2 separate regions of the Sus scrofa genome follow, and region 1 is linked to region 2. The links are chromatin contacts, called in public Hi-C maps. All regions are on one chromosome and are shown on one strand. The core of a region is the stretch at or near the end of the contact, and the rest is flanking DNA. Distances in the headings are between cores, read along the strand shown.

Evidence for each region. A called contact is a pair of places that touch in the nucleus more often than the background predicts.
Region 1: a contact with region 2 is called in a Hi-C map of retroperitoneal adipose tissue, with 1.7 times the contacts expected there. The contact joins two enhancer-like sites. A contact is called at or near these places in 13 of 47 Hi-C or Micro-C datasets (alveolar macrophages, blood, brain and 8 more) and 1 of 2 datasets of contacts at active chromatin or transcription factors (skeletal muscle).

Annotation. Positions count from the first base shown.
Region 1 is chr14:124,870,915-124,877,913 of Sscrofa11.1, forward strand. The region is part of intron 4 of ABLIM1 (actin-binding LIM protein 1); the gene reads right to left. Among named protein-coding and RNA genes, the nearest start is that of AFAP1L2, 140 kb to the left of the region's middle. Within about 2 kb of position 3,562, at least 17 of the 83 cell types and tissues checked have an H3K27ac peak or open chromatin away from gene starts, as enhancers often do. A contact at or near this core is called in omental adipose tissue and retroperitoneal adipose tissue, where this site is marked.
Region 2 is chr14:124,801,819-124,808,609 of Sscrofa11.1, forward strand. The region is part of intron 8 of ABLIM1 (actin-binding LIM protein 1); the gene reads right to left. Among named protein-coding and RNA genes, the nearest start is that of AFAP1L2, 68 kb to the left of the region's middle. Within about 2 kb of position 5,388, at least 13 of the 83 cell types and tissues checked have an H3K27ac peak or open chromatin away from gene starts, as enhancers often do. A contact at or near this core is called in omental adipose tissue and retroperitoneal adipose tissue, where this site is marked.

The DNA of each region.
Region 1 (6,999 bases), core at 2,312-4,811, 67 kb after region 2:
ACTTAAGTGCCGTTTCATCCCGAGGTCTCGCCCTGCACGAAATCTTTCCCAGTGGCCCCACATTCACGCAGCACAGGAACGTCGTGAGCCTCGGTGGGTCCCAGGGGATGGCTGCCCTTCTTCCATTTGTTTCCTCGGGGGTGATTTAAATGGCCTCTGAGCTCCAGCTGGCCCAGAGAATATTTAATTAGAGGGCACTGGCTGTGATTTTAAGAAAGCTCTCTTGGGCCTTTATTAATTGAGGGCACAGGTGAGCAGCTGAGCACCCCATGCTGGATGCCTCCTCAGCACCATATACGTGATTCCTGCCCAGAAGTCTCATTTCTGTAAACAGGACTCTACTTTTTTATCAACCTCAGCCAGACTTTCGAAGAGGTGGGATCCTCAGTTCAACGGCCCTTAATTCCTCAGCTTTAAATTCTCCGTGGCAGGCCCTCGGGAAGCAGATAAAAGGGATTTCTTCATAGTGAGGCGTGTGGGCCCTTGAAGGAGACAGCCTGGTGCTGAACCCCAGCTTGTGCTGGCTAACCATGTGACCCAGGCTAGTTCTCCCCTTTTCTAAGGCTCGGTTTCCTCATATGAGAGCCAAGATGTTATTAGCGCCTGTTTTGGGTGCTCTGATGAGGATCCTATAAAATAAGGGACTTAGGGCTCTATAAATGTTTGCTCTTATTATAACGACCATTATTCTGATTACTAAGTTCATTCATTGTTAGGGAAGCTGAGTATTTAAAAGAACCCAGAAGAATGTACAGGTGTACCCTGTTTTATTGCACTTCACTTTATGGCTCTTCAAAGACAAGGGGTTTTTGTTTGTTTTTGTTTTTTTACAAATTCAAGGTTTGTGGCAGCTCTACCTTGATCAAGTCTATTGAGGCCATTTTCCCAACGTTTGTTCACTTAGCATCTCTGTGTCACATTTTGATACTTCTCCCAACTTTTCAAGTGTTTTCATTATTATTATATTTGTTCTGGTGATCTGTGATTCTGCTCTTTGATATTCCTGCTGAGACTCGCCGATGGCTCAGCTGATACTCAATACATCAGTATTTTCTAATTCAGGCATGTACATTGCCTATTTAGACATAATGCTATTGCATATTTAATAGACTAGAGTATAGTCTAAATACAACTTTCACATGTATTGGGAAAGCAAAGAATTTGTGCGGCTCATTTTATTGATGGATTTGCTTTATCACGGTGGTCTGGAGCCCATCCACTGAACATGCAATATCTCTGAGGGCTGCCTGTAAATTGGTGCAAGCTTTCTGGAAAGCAATTTAGATGTCCCCAGACATTTAAAATCAATGTACCTGAGAAAGTGAAAGAAAGCACTACTGGAAAAATGCCCGTGATGTCCCTAACTGATCATAAAAAACACTCATGGAATAAAGACAAGGCCTCTTGGTAACAAAATGATTAAACACCCCCTCTTCTGACCACATCCATGATATTTCTAGCCCACCTTGAATGCTCTCTCCTTCTAGAAAAACTTCCCTAACTGTACCTAGCACAAGCACAAATTCTATTAAAGTTTCTCCAAATGTCATCCAGAGATGGCTCACAAATTCTTCTGGTTTTCTCTTTTGCTGTAGTTTAAATACACTTGAATATATAAATATAAATATTTATCATGTATTTGTTATATATGTATTATATTTACACATATTTATACAGATACACACATTTATATGTTTATATTTATATATTTATATTTACATACAATTTTTTATATGTTGCATTATATATTATATATTTTATATTTATTATATAATATATACATTTGAACTCCAGGTTTAAATTTATATTTGAAATCCAGGTGTGTTTCTGATGACTTTTGGCCAGTGGGTATTTACATAACCTTTATATCCAGCAAATTTATGTCTAAGATATTTAGCCTACAAATAAATTTGCAAAAGGACGTGTATGTGCCTGTGTGTGTGTGTGCCTGTGTGTGTGTGTCTATTCCCTGAAGAATATATATTCATTACCCACAGCATTTTTTTAACATTAAAACTGAAAATAGCCTATGCAGACATAATGAGTAACTCATTAAATTAATCACCATGGAGCCAATAATGGAATACTACATACTGTTAAAAGAATGAGGTATATTTGTGGCTGAAATGGAAAGACAGCCAAAATAGACTGAGTGAAAAAGAAGAAAAAGAAAAAAAAAACAAGTTGTAAAACAGTATGTATAAAATAAGCTATTTTTTAAAACGCGAGAAAATAAAAAAGTTGAACAAATAAGCACTTATAAAGTTAAAAATACATCTGGCATATTATGAATATTGTAGATTAGCATTTCTTTACATATATAGCTCATTATAAGCTGAGGGTATATTATCTGGTCACAAAGAATTATTCTTTTTTTTTTTTTTTAAAGCTGAGCTTTATACGATTCCCAATATCTCATCAAAAATCTTACAAAGGGGATCACACATCTGGTAGTTTACTATAAGGATGAAAATAGAAGGCTATGATATTTGTTCCAAAATACAATTTTTATAGGTTAGGAGCACAATACGGATTTAAGATGAAGTGGCAGGGGTTTTTTTGAGGGGCCTTACCCACGGCATGCAGAAGTTCCCTAGGCCAGGGATTGAACTTGAGTCACAGCAGTGAGCCGAGCCACAGCAGTGACAACACCGAGTCCTTAACCCACGGAGCCAGCAGGGAACTCCAGACTGGCAGTGAACAGAATTGAAAATTGTCTTGGGCATCTATCCGGACAAAGCTCTACTTAAAAGAGACACATGCACCCGCATGTTCATTGCAGCACTATTCACAATAGCCAGGACATGGAAACAATCCAAATGTCCATCGACAGATGATTGGATTCGGAAGATGTGGTATATATACACAATGGAATACTACTCAGCCATAAAAAAGGATGACATCATGCCATTTGCAGCAACATGGATGGAACTAGAGACTCTCATCCTGAGTGAAATGAGCCAGAAAGACAAAGACAAATACCATATGATATCACTTATAACTGGAATCTAATATCCAGCACAAATGAACATCTCCTCAGAAAAGAAAATCATGGACTTGGAGAAGAGACTTGTGGTTGCCTGATGGGAGGGGGAGGGAGTGGGAGGGATCGGGAGCTTGGGCTTATCAGGCACAACCTAGAATAGATTTACAAGGAGATCCTGCTGAATAGCATTGAGAACTATGTCTAGATACTCATGCTGCAACAGAAGAAAGGGTGGGGGAAAAACTGTAACTGCAATGTACACATCTAAGGATAACCTGACCCCCTTGCTGTACAGTGGGAAAATTAAAAAAAAAAAAAAAAAAGAAAATTGTCTTCATTCTTCTGATTAGATTATGCCCACTAGGTGGCAGTAAAGATTTAAAAGAACATGGAAGATGCTGGTGGGTAGAATTTTTTAAGCAGAAAATAAACTTTAGAGATGGCTTTTCGATTCTACAGTCAGGCTCAGAGGGGTTGGCAGAGCTATTCCGGGTCTTCCCTGCACAGCCCTGGGTGGAGAGGGATCAGAGGTGGAATGGTGAGAACGCAGGCTGAGAAAGAGGAAGCCTTGGGTACGAGCTTGGCAAAGTTCCTCTCTGACCACTCCTTTCTTCCTCCGTGAAATGCTGGCCAACTTCTCGGGCTGCTCTGAGAACGAGGAGAAACTCTGCCTTGTGAAGTGCTTCATCTAACCCTTAGCACGCTTGGTACCTGTTAGGCACTCCACGTGGTTCCCCCTTTCCTTGGCAGGGGCCAGACTGGCACTAGAAATCAGGTTTTTTGACTCTGTCTTGCCCTTTTTATTAGCACATTAATGCCCAGATAACCCAGAGTTCTGACAGCAGCAGAGACAAATTGAGCATAATAATAACCTCTCTGATCACTCTACACCTAAGGTTTTGGTGAACCAGGTACCGTGCAAGGGTTGTACAGACGTGGTACATAACTCTTCAGTACTCATTCTCCATAATCTTATTCTTTTTTTTTTGCCACCCCGTAGCAAATGGAGTTCCCAGGCCAGGGATCGGATCAGAGCTGCAGTTGCACCTACACCACAGCTGCAGCAATGCCGGATCCTTACTATGCCATGCCAGGGATTGAACCTGCATCCCAGTGCTGCAGAGATGCCACCGATCCCGTTGCACTACAGAGGGAATTCCCAATCTTTCTGATTCTTCCCAGGCATGGAGTCAAAGTGCCTTGTACCCTGGGAGCCTCTGACCTCACTGGTGGTGTCCTGAACCTCTCTGTGCCTTGCAGTGGTCCCTTGGAGGACGGATGCCTTACAACTGACCTTGATTATGTTTCACAGAGAAGCATTCACTGAATGTGAATGCCTAGAGCCAGCCAGCTGGTGAAACTGGGCTGGAAGCAGAGGCTGGGGATGGGATTCCTTCATCCCAAATCCCAAGACACACATCGGGCAAATCAACAAAGACCACCTCTGGGAAAGCAGAAAACTGGCCTGGGTCAGCCAGTTCGAAGTGTCCTGGTGTACTCCATAGAGGTGACACATTGTGCCTCTCCTGGCAAAACCATCCTCTCTCTGTCAGCCTGATGTCACACTGGGAAAAGTGGAAAGATGCAGAGATGAAAAGGTGTGTGCTGAGGGTTTGTGCTTCTCGTGCTTGTTTCAACTAAGCTCTTTCCTAAAGAACGAAATGTCCTCGTCTCTCTATCTTCATGTTTTTCAGCTGTTGAGAAAATTGTTTCCACATCACTGAAGCAGCTGCTGATAAATATAGAAAGCTGGTGATTGGCACAGCAATTATTGCCAAAGTGGGAAATAGGTGAATATGGAGCAGCCTTAAGGAAATCAAGCCCTCTAGCAACTCGCTAGTCCTCTCTCCGGGACACACAGTGACCAAATGTGAAAACGGTGACAACTTAAACACTCAGCCCCAAGCCTTTCATTCTTGGCACCAGGAGCCAAGAGAAAAGCAGAGACTTGGCAACTTCCTCCAAGTGACACCACCATCCAAGGACACACCCGGTTCCATCTTTATATATCATTTTGTTCAAAGGTAAAAAATATCCTTGAGAATAGGGACCCTGTCTGTCTCCTTTAATCTCTCTCTCTTTGGCACACCACAGACACTTGGGCTTCAAGAGTACTGAACTTGAAGAAGGTGACAAATGGCTCTTGGGAAGGGAACATGGCGTTCGCAAGCTAAGAAAGGTGTCATCACTTGGGCTGCCCTTAAGGTCCTGTCGGCCTGGATCCCCATGTTCTTTTTGAGAACTCTGTCTGCCTTCCTAGAATTTCCCATTTGGGAAGACTAAGAGCCAAAAAGATATCTTACTCGGCAAAGATGGCTCTCTGAACAGCAGGCTGAGGAATGGAGGAGCTACAGAAAAGGGTGGCGACTGAATCCCCAAGCAGTCCCACCTGCTCCAGCATCAGTCATGCCCAGAACCACCCATGGAGGAAGAAGCTACCATTCACAGTGGATGCCCATCTGGGACCAAAGCTTCTAGAATATGGACTGGGACTTCCTTCAGTGTCTGGAAATTTTTGGTTACAGTCTTAGAGCTGAAGATAAATATTTCATGTTCCAGAGCAGGTAGCAAGGAATACCCTTGTCAGACTCACCAAAGGGGAGTAGAACCTTCCTGATGACCCTAAGCCCTACTGCCTCGCTACTTTGAAACAAGAAACTTGAAAAGGCATGGAGGAGAAGGGGCAGGGAGCGGTCCACACAGCAGTAATGGGGTGTTCTCTCCCCTGTGCTGTGAGATGAATTAGGGGACCCCCAGAGAACCGAGATGTTGCTGAGTGGGGCAGTCAAGCCCTGGTGCCGCCTTGGGATCCATGAGATGCTTCATGTTAGAGTTCTTGGGACGAATTGACTGGACTGTCCTGGAGCTCAGCAGCAGTCATGAACAAAAAGTCTGGAGCCTGCTGTATGTGGAAGATTTGAAAGGCAGGAAGGTGGCTGGAGCCTTTCTTGATAGCAGGCTAAGGAGAAGATGGAAGTGGGAGGGATGAGCATGGCCAATGTTTGGTTCACTGGGGATGCACCTGTGTCCTGTGTGGTACCCACGCCCAAGCATCTTGAATGAACCTACAGTGAGAAAGCTGCCTGCTGGGGGTGAGATGGGGAGGTAGGGGGAGACTTTTAAGTCAGAGGCTATGAGGAGCAGGACCTGAGGCTGGGGAGGAAGTGGGGAGGGCAATTGCTGAAACAGATTAGCCAGAAAGTGTACACTTTGGTCAAGAAACTCAAAATGAGCCTTTTTTTATTTTTGTTTTTGTTTTTCTTTTTAGGGCTGCACCTGCGGCATATGGATGTTCCCAGACTAGGAGTCGAATCAGAGCTGCAGCTGCCAGCCTACACCACAGCCACAGCAACACTGGATCCAAGCCGCATCTTTGACCCATGCCGTAGCTTGAGGTAACACTGGATCCTTAACCTATTGAGCAAGGTCAGGGACCAAACCCACATCCTCATGGAGACTGCTGAGTTCTTAATCCACTGAGCGGCAATGGGAGCTACCTACTTTTTTTAAGAAAAAGTCTCCAGCCAGCGTTAGCTGAAAGAGAAGCATGCCGATGCCAGTGATAACACCTTGTCCCCTCTACCTCTAATCCCCCTCCCCCATCCCCGACCTCCCAAGGAGCCACAAGCGGGACAGGAAGGAGGTGAAGAAGGGGCAGGAGAGGCTGTGCCCCCTCGTCATTGCAGGTCCCCTCCTGGGGTCCAGCCTGAGCTCGGGTGAGTGGGCAGCTTCTGATGTGGATGAGAGCATAGCGTTTTCAGCTGTACTGGACTTTCAGGAGGAGAAAGTGACCAGAAAGCTATGAGATCTGTCCAAGATATGAGAAAGGGAGCTCCAAAAGAGGGTAATAGAAGTAGCCAAAGGAAAAAAGTAAGACTTTATTTTGTCCCACGAGTGTTCTGGCCCATTCTATACACTGATTGTGCAACTCACAGGGATTAAGGGCTTCAGGGGCAAAGAGACCTGGGGTGAAATTCCAGCTCTGACATAGAACTGAGGGAGCCTAGGCCGGC
Region 2 (6,791 bases), core at 4,138-6,637:
TTTTTCTTTCCTTCTCTCTCTCTCTCTCTCTCATTTTTTCCCCTTGGGTTTCGCCTTCCCTACTCATAGAATAGAGGACAGGGGACTAACACCACCCACTTTCTCGGGAGAAAGGAGTCAATGCATATAGAAGCTTCAAGCACCTTGCCTGGCACGTGGCAGAGACCCTTGGCCTTAGACTGGAGTTCTTAGCCGGTTCATCGCAAATAATGAAGGACAGCACTGCCTCAGCCTTGCTCCTCATGCTAGGATGGTCCCTGCAGAGGTGGGCGTCACAGACCAGACTTCCCAGAGGTCTCTGCGGTGTGGAGGCTCCCATGAGAACTCAGGGATGCTCATCATCTCAGCCCCTGGAGCTGACGCAGGTCCTTCCTCTTCTTGAGAACGCCGTGAAGTGCTTCTGCATCCTCCCAAGATGGTGACCTCCTGCTTCTATCTGGGCTCCAGTTACAAAGGCCCTGCCGTGATGGATGGTGAAGAGCTCGCACAGGCCTGACTCACCTGCCAGGACGGTTCCCGGTTGCTGCCTTGTGAACCGTGCTCAAAGCCCAGTTGGTACCCAGGGCCTGCCCGCTTTGTGCCCTAGTCCCCAAAGGCTCCCAAAGTGTATTTGCTCCACCGACAGAGGTGAGAGGTGTCTCCCGTATGAAGATAATAAAGTTAATTCTAAAAACTGGACTATTGCTTTTGGAGTTTTCATTTTAAATATTTATAAATTTACATTTCAATTTTAAACATCTAGAGTTCTAACCATGTGGAGTTTTATTTTTTATGTGTTTTAAGTGTTAATTTTTTTGAAAAAAGCTATTATATTTAGAATGGGTAAGCAATGAGGTCCTACTGTATAGCATAGGGAATTAGATCCAATCTCTTGGGATAGACCACGATGGAAGATAATATAAGAAAAGGAATGTATAGGAGATCCCACTGTGGCTGAGTGGATTAAGGACCCAACACTGTCTCTGTGAGGATGTGGGTTTGATCCCTGGCCTGGCTCAGTGGGTTAAGAATCCGGCATTGCTATAAGGTATGGCATAGGTTGCAGATGGGCTTGGATCTGGTGTTGCTGTGGCTGTGAAACAGATGTACAGTTACGACTCCAATTTGATCCCTAGCCTGGGAACTTCCATTTGCCACAGGTGTGGCTGTTTAAAAAGAAAAAAAGAAAGAAAAGAAAAAGAATGTATATATGTACGACTGGATCATTTTACTATGTAGCAGAAATTGACACAACATTGTAAATCAACCATACTTCAATTTTTTTAATGTAAAAACAATTTTTTACATTAAAAAAATCCTAATACTACATTTTATGACAAAAGACATTTCAATGGTTCAAGACCTAAAGTGAAAATGCAATCTAAGAGTTTTTTTTTTTTTTTTTGGCTGTGCCCCTGGCATACAGAAGTTCCCAGGCTGGGATCAAACCTGTCCCACAGCAGCAATCTGAGCCACTGCAGCGACAATGCCAGATCCTTAACCTGCTAAGCCACCAGGGAACCCTGTGAGAAGTATTTTAAAATAAGAAAGCACATAAACATGCTGAATTTTAAATTAACATCCTGTTTATTACTAAAAGAACCCCTTTTTTTCTTCTAGCTCTATTTTTCCTCCTAATTAATACTGACTTGCTGAAGGTCTCTGATGGCCTTCATCTTCAAAAGGCACAGAGCTGTCTTCCAACAGAGCAGCTCACATCCACACCCTCAATTTAAAACTCATCGCAACCTCAAAAGCAACAACTTAGTGACATGTTTTTCCTCTTTTAAGTCTCCCTGACAGTTACTTCTCGACCATTAATTCCAGTGTCACTGTTTGGGCTGTGTAATCCATACTTACACATGATCTTTATACGCAATTATTTAACCGAAATGGCTATTTCAATGCATTCAGATATCCAAGTTAACAACAGTGATTCACTGCTTTAAATTAATAACCCAAATGTGTCAATAGCCTTTGTTTCTAGAGTTCTCCATAAGAGTTATGATAAGCACGATTACCCTCCTGCCTGTATTATAAATGAATTTCAAATTTCTATCCCCAAAGGTATGTCCAGATCTGATCTACAGAGAAAAAGAAAACAAAGATTGTGATTAAGCTGTTGCAGCCAAGCAGTGTCCTTACTCTCCTTTAATCACTTTTTCCTTCATGTCTTAGAGACAAAAACAACTTGAAGGCACAGCTGGAAAAATTCAGTTCTTTCTTTTGATGCCATCTTTCGGGGGCACGGGGAGAGATGGCAAAAGCAAGGCAGATATAGGAAGGATGATAGATTGGCTGTGCTCTTTCAAAGCATTTTGCCAGCAAGATCAGGCAAATAATTTCACCCTTATTTTGGCAACACGAGCAAAGGATCCTTCAGAAAGAACCTTCTAGCTGCATGCGGCAGTTCTCACTGAATCTCTCTTCGCCACATTTATTGCTCCAGCACGCATTCACGTACTTACTTTCGATTTCAGAAAGACTTTTACTTTCCTCAGAGGAAAAAAAAAAATAAGTCAACAAGGAAGTCTTACCAGGAGACTAGGAGTTCATTCCAACAGGAAAGAGGAAAAGAATGGCGTTTGATCCTACTAGCAAGTGCTTGAAAATGCACGTCTTTTTGTTTTCTGTATGAAACTAACAAAAAGCCCTCTGACTACCTTTCACTTGTTATTTTCCTATCCCTTGACTTTGACCATCTGCTCTACCATTCAGAAGGCCCAATCACAGAATGAAAATTACACCGAAGAGATCTTTTTACGTTTCTACCCCAGCTCTCACCATTCCTCAAATGCTGACCATTCAAAACACTTAGCAGAACGCTGCCCAGAGCTTCAACAGAGAAATGAAAATTTCCCCTTATTGCCAATTAGGGGTCACCATGCACCATACCTGGTTCCTTCCTCCAAGGAGGGTGCTAGAGGGTTCTCTGCCACCCCCACCCTCCCCCGTTCAGCAGGAACGAAGATGCAACAACTACGTTCACCTAGTGTGCATTTGCCCAAAGCCATGCTCTAAGAAGGGAGAATCTACAGGCAACTGGCGCCCAGAGAGGAGAGGGCTCGGGAACACCGGTGGGACAACTACTGATAGAAGGTGACTGACTGCCTTCTACGAAGGGTTGCTAAGGGGCACAGTACCTGCCTTGGGTTTTTGTTGAAGTTCACCAGACCAGTTGGTGATAACAGCTGCAGAAGAAGGGATACGTTTAAGAACTGCATGCATTGAATGCTCACTGCTCAGGCAAGAAAGGAATTCCTCTTGGGAAAAGAAATTTGCCTGGGGGAGAGGGAGGGAGTGGGAGGGATCTGGAGCTTGGGGTTATGGGATACAGCTAGGAACGGATTTACAATGAGATCCTGCTGAGTAGCCTTGAGAACTAGGTCTAGATACTTATATTGCAACAGAACAAAGGGTGGGAAAAAAAATGTATACATGTAAGTGTATCTTGGCCCCCATGCTGTATTTTCCCCCATGCGGAAAAATAAATCAATTAATTAAAAAAAAAAAAGAAATCTGTGTTTGCAAGGAAGTGGGAGGGGCTCACTGGCACACGTCCAGTTCTCTGGAGACAGTCACACAACTGCCACCAGCCTTTACCATGGCCAAGAGGCCTCACTGTTTTTCGCAGGATAAATCTTAACACCTGTACCTTCTGATGAATTGTAAAGACACACCCAAAAGAGTAACATATCCAAACAGAGTGAAAGCTGGGACTAAAGCAGCAGGGAAGGTAGTAACAAAAATAAAACAATAACCAACAATGTTATTTCCTAGTTCTAGACATACTTAAAACCTCTAATTAGCTCCCTTGTAGACATATACACACAGTGTCTGTTTGGTATATTACAGTTTGCAAGTGCACATGTTATAATCTAGTGAATGTTAGTTTCAGAGGAAAAAAATCTCATGCCCGTTTTGGATGGCTGCCATTCATGCTTTTGCCTCCAAAGGCACAGCAGAGAAGCCCCTTTTTAAAACAAAAGCAAGCGATCCACTCCAGATTATTATAAACTCGGTCCTAGGAATACCGTGTGCTTTGCTTATAGTGAATTACAACAGGAATTACAAAGGCTCCGTACCAATTTTTACCGATAGACAAAAGGTACTATTCCTGTAAAATCCTGGAATAGGTTTTTCTTAGGTAATTCTATTTTCCCCATTTTCTTTTACCTGTAATTTAGCAAGAGGAAGGAAGGGGCAATTTCAGGATATAAATAATTAAAAGACTTTCCTCTTATCAATTTGACTTTCCTCCACAATAAAACCAGGCTTATTTCTGGGACGTAGAAGGCTGAATGTCCCTGCAAGGAGTACTGTTTATCTAACAACTAAAGGTGCTTGAAATTATCTGGTGAAATAAACTGCTGTGCAATCCACAGTATTTATAAGATCAAAACATCCGGGTGGCTTGAGAATGCTTTGGTGTTTTCAGGCTTTTCAAAGGTCCTGGTGAGCTGTCTTCAATGGCCAATGCGTGAAGCAAGACCCTGTCAAATAGCTCATTTTCTCTGCCAGGTCTCAAGCTGTTTATCCCTTTCTGCGATGGGGCTACAGGTGACTTTACTGATATTTAACGCTGGATAATGGGGATCAGATCTCCCTTTCAAATAGCAGGACAGGAAGAGAGAAGTTTTTAAAAAGAGACCTCTCTCCCTCTTTTTCTCCCCCCCCTCCTTTTCTCGCTCTCGCTCTCGCTCTCGCTCGCTCTTTCTTTCTCTCTCCTCCAGCCCACCACCTCTCAAGATGCTCCAAGGCTCTTAACGGTCTGGAGCAAATGAAAAAATTTCACACTTGGTGGTATTTTTCTTCAAGTCATGAAAATGAACCACTTGGTGATAGCCTCGAGCTAACAAAATAGGACACTGCTGGAGTCATAAAGTATACTTTCGGGGAAAAAACCCTAAAAGCTATTGCAAAAGCAACTTCCTGCCAAGTAGGTACTGATTCTGAGCTCTGAGGATGAACTCTGGCTGTTCCTCTGGATTCACGATACCGTATCAGTTTGCTGTACATGGATTCTGGCCCTGGAGCTAAAGCTTTGAGATAGACCAAGGTTACACAATGAATACACACTGAACTGAATGTAAGGCAGCATCCGGGGCCAAGGCCAGGCATCCAGGGCCTAGAATCTGAAGTTTGTCTTGCTGCTGGCATAGCCATCAGCTGACTTCATTCTATAGATAAAGTTGGCGGGGGCGCAGGGGGGCGGGGTGTCTAAAAGAGTGTTTTCCACTCTCAAACTCTATACTTCCATCTTTCAAGGCCTTTAAAGAAAGAAGATGAAGTTTGAATCAAAGTAGATCCAAACCAAAACTCTTCTGGGCCGCAGTGTCGTTCCAGAAAGCACAGCAAACTGGTGTGTAGGCACAAAGCCCAGACAAAAGGGCTGTGTTGCAACCCTGGGTTGTCAGCAGGGCTACAAGATGGGCTTCATCTGGATGAAGACGGGATGGGGAAAGACACTTGTGATTTAACAGGCTGAGGTTTCAACGGGCTCTAAGAGATCCTGAAGGAAGGTCAAGTGTGTGCAGGGGATGCGGCCTCCTGCCTTGCTGCCATCTGGAGAGCTGGATGGCTACCCTCCCTGCTTCGGAGGAGCCTCTGGGCAGGCGCGGTGCCCTTACACACCAGCCCTGCCTCAGACACCACCAGGCTTAGCCCGTGTTTCATGCCGTCCTCCTTTTGTCTTCCCAGGTTTCTCTCTCACTCTCTCTTTGGAGGATCGTGGAAAGACCACACGTTATGGGCTCACAGAGACCTGAGTTCCAAGACCTAAGTTCCAATCCCAGCTCTTCCACTTACCGTTGGAATAGCTCTGGGGAAGTTAGTTAACTAGGATGGGTCTCGGTCTCTCCATCTGTGAGATGGGGATAAGGAGAGCCACCTGGCGGGGATTCGTAGGGAGACCTGGCGAGAGTGGGTGGCAGCCCCCCCCGCCTCTGCCGAGCAGGTGCCTAGTCTAATTTGTTTCCTTTTCCACGACCCTCGTCCTTCCTTGAACCAACCCTCTCCCTCCCTGAGCACCGCTTTCCCCCTGCTCTGTGCTTCTGCCCCTCTCTTCACCATGCCAGCCCCTTGTCTTGTCATCTCTAGCTGCTCATATCTCATCCAGCCTCCAAAATGCAACTCAGAGGCCAATATTTCTCGGAGGTGCCTTGAGCCCCCCTCCCTCATGGGACATTCCTGATCTTTATGACTCATATTCTGTGATACGTTTCTGCATCATTTTACAACAATGTACCTGTCTTTTCTTCCTTCCTCTACCTGGGTACCTGGCAAATATTTGTTCAAGGAACCTAATGTGGGAACACAGGACCAAAAGGGCAGCTTCTAATGTGCTCGCTGTACTGAAGACAATGCTTTAGCCACTGCTCTATGCGAAAACATCGTCCAGAGAAGAAAACAGCCAAAATCAGAATGTGAGATGCACACTGTGGGGTGAGAAGAGCATCTGCTTCTGCGGGAGCCGAGACGTTAGATGGTAAAAGCAACAGGAGAGGAGAAGCGGCAGAAGCCTGGGGTGAGGACAGCGGCCCCGAGCCTCAGCCCAGACACAGCGCCAACCTGCAGAGACGGGGACCGTCCTGTACGTCGAATCAGGCTTTTAGGATAAAAGAAATCAGATGGAGAACGATGGATGTTTGGTGGCTGCCGTGAAACATGAAAAAGGGAAGAATGAACAAGGAAAGAGCCTCAATTCAGAAACACTATCCAACAAACCCCAACCCCCTTCCCCCAGAAAACCTTCAGGGAAATTAATTTGATAGGAGCAACAAGTGACATGACTTTAGTTGACTGGGTGTGTG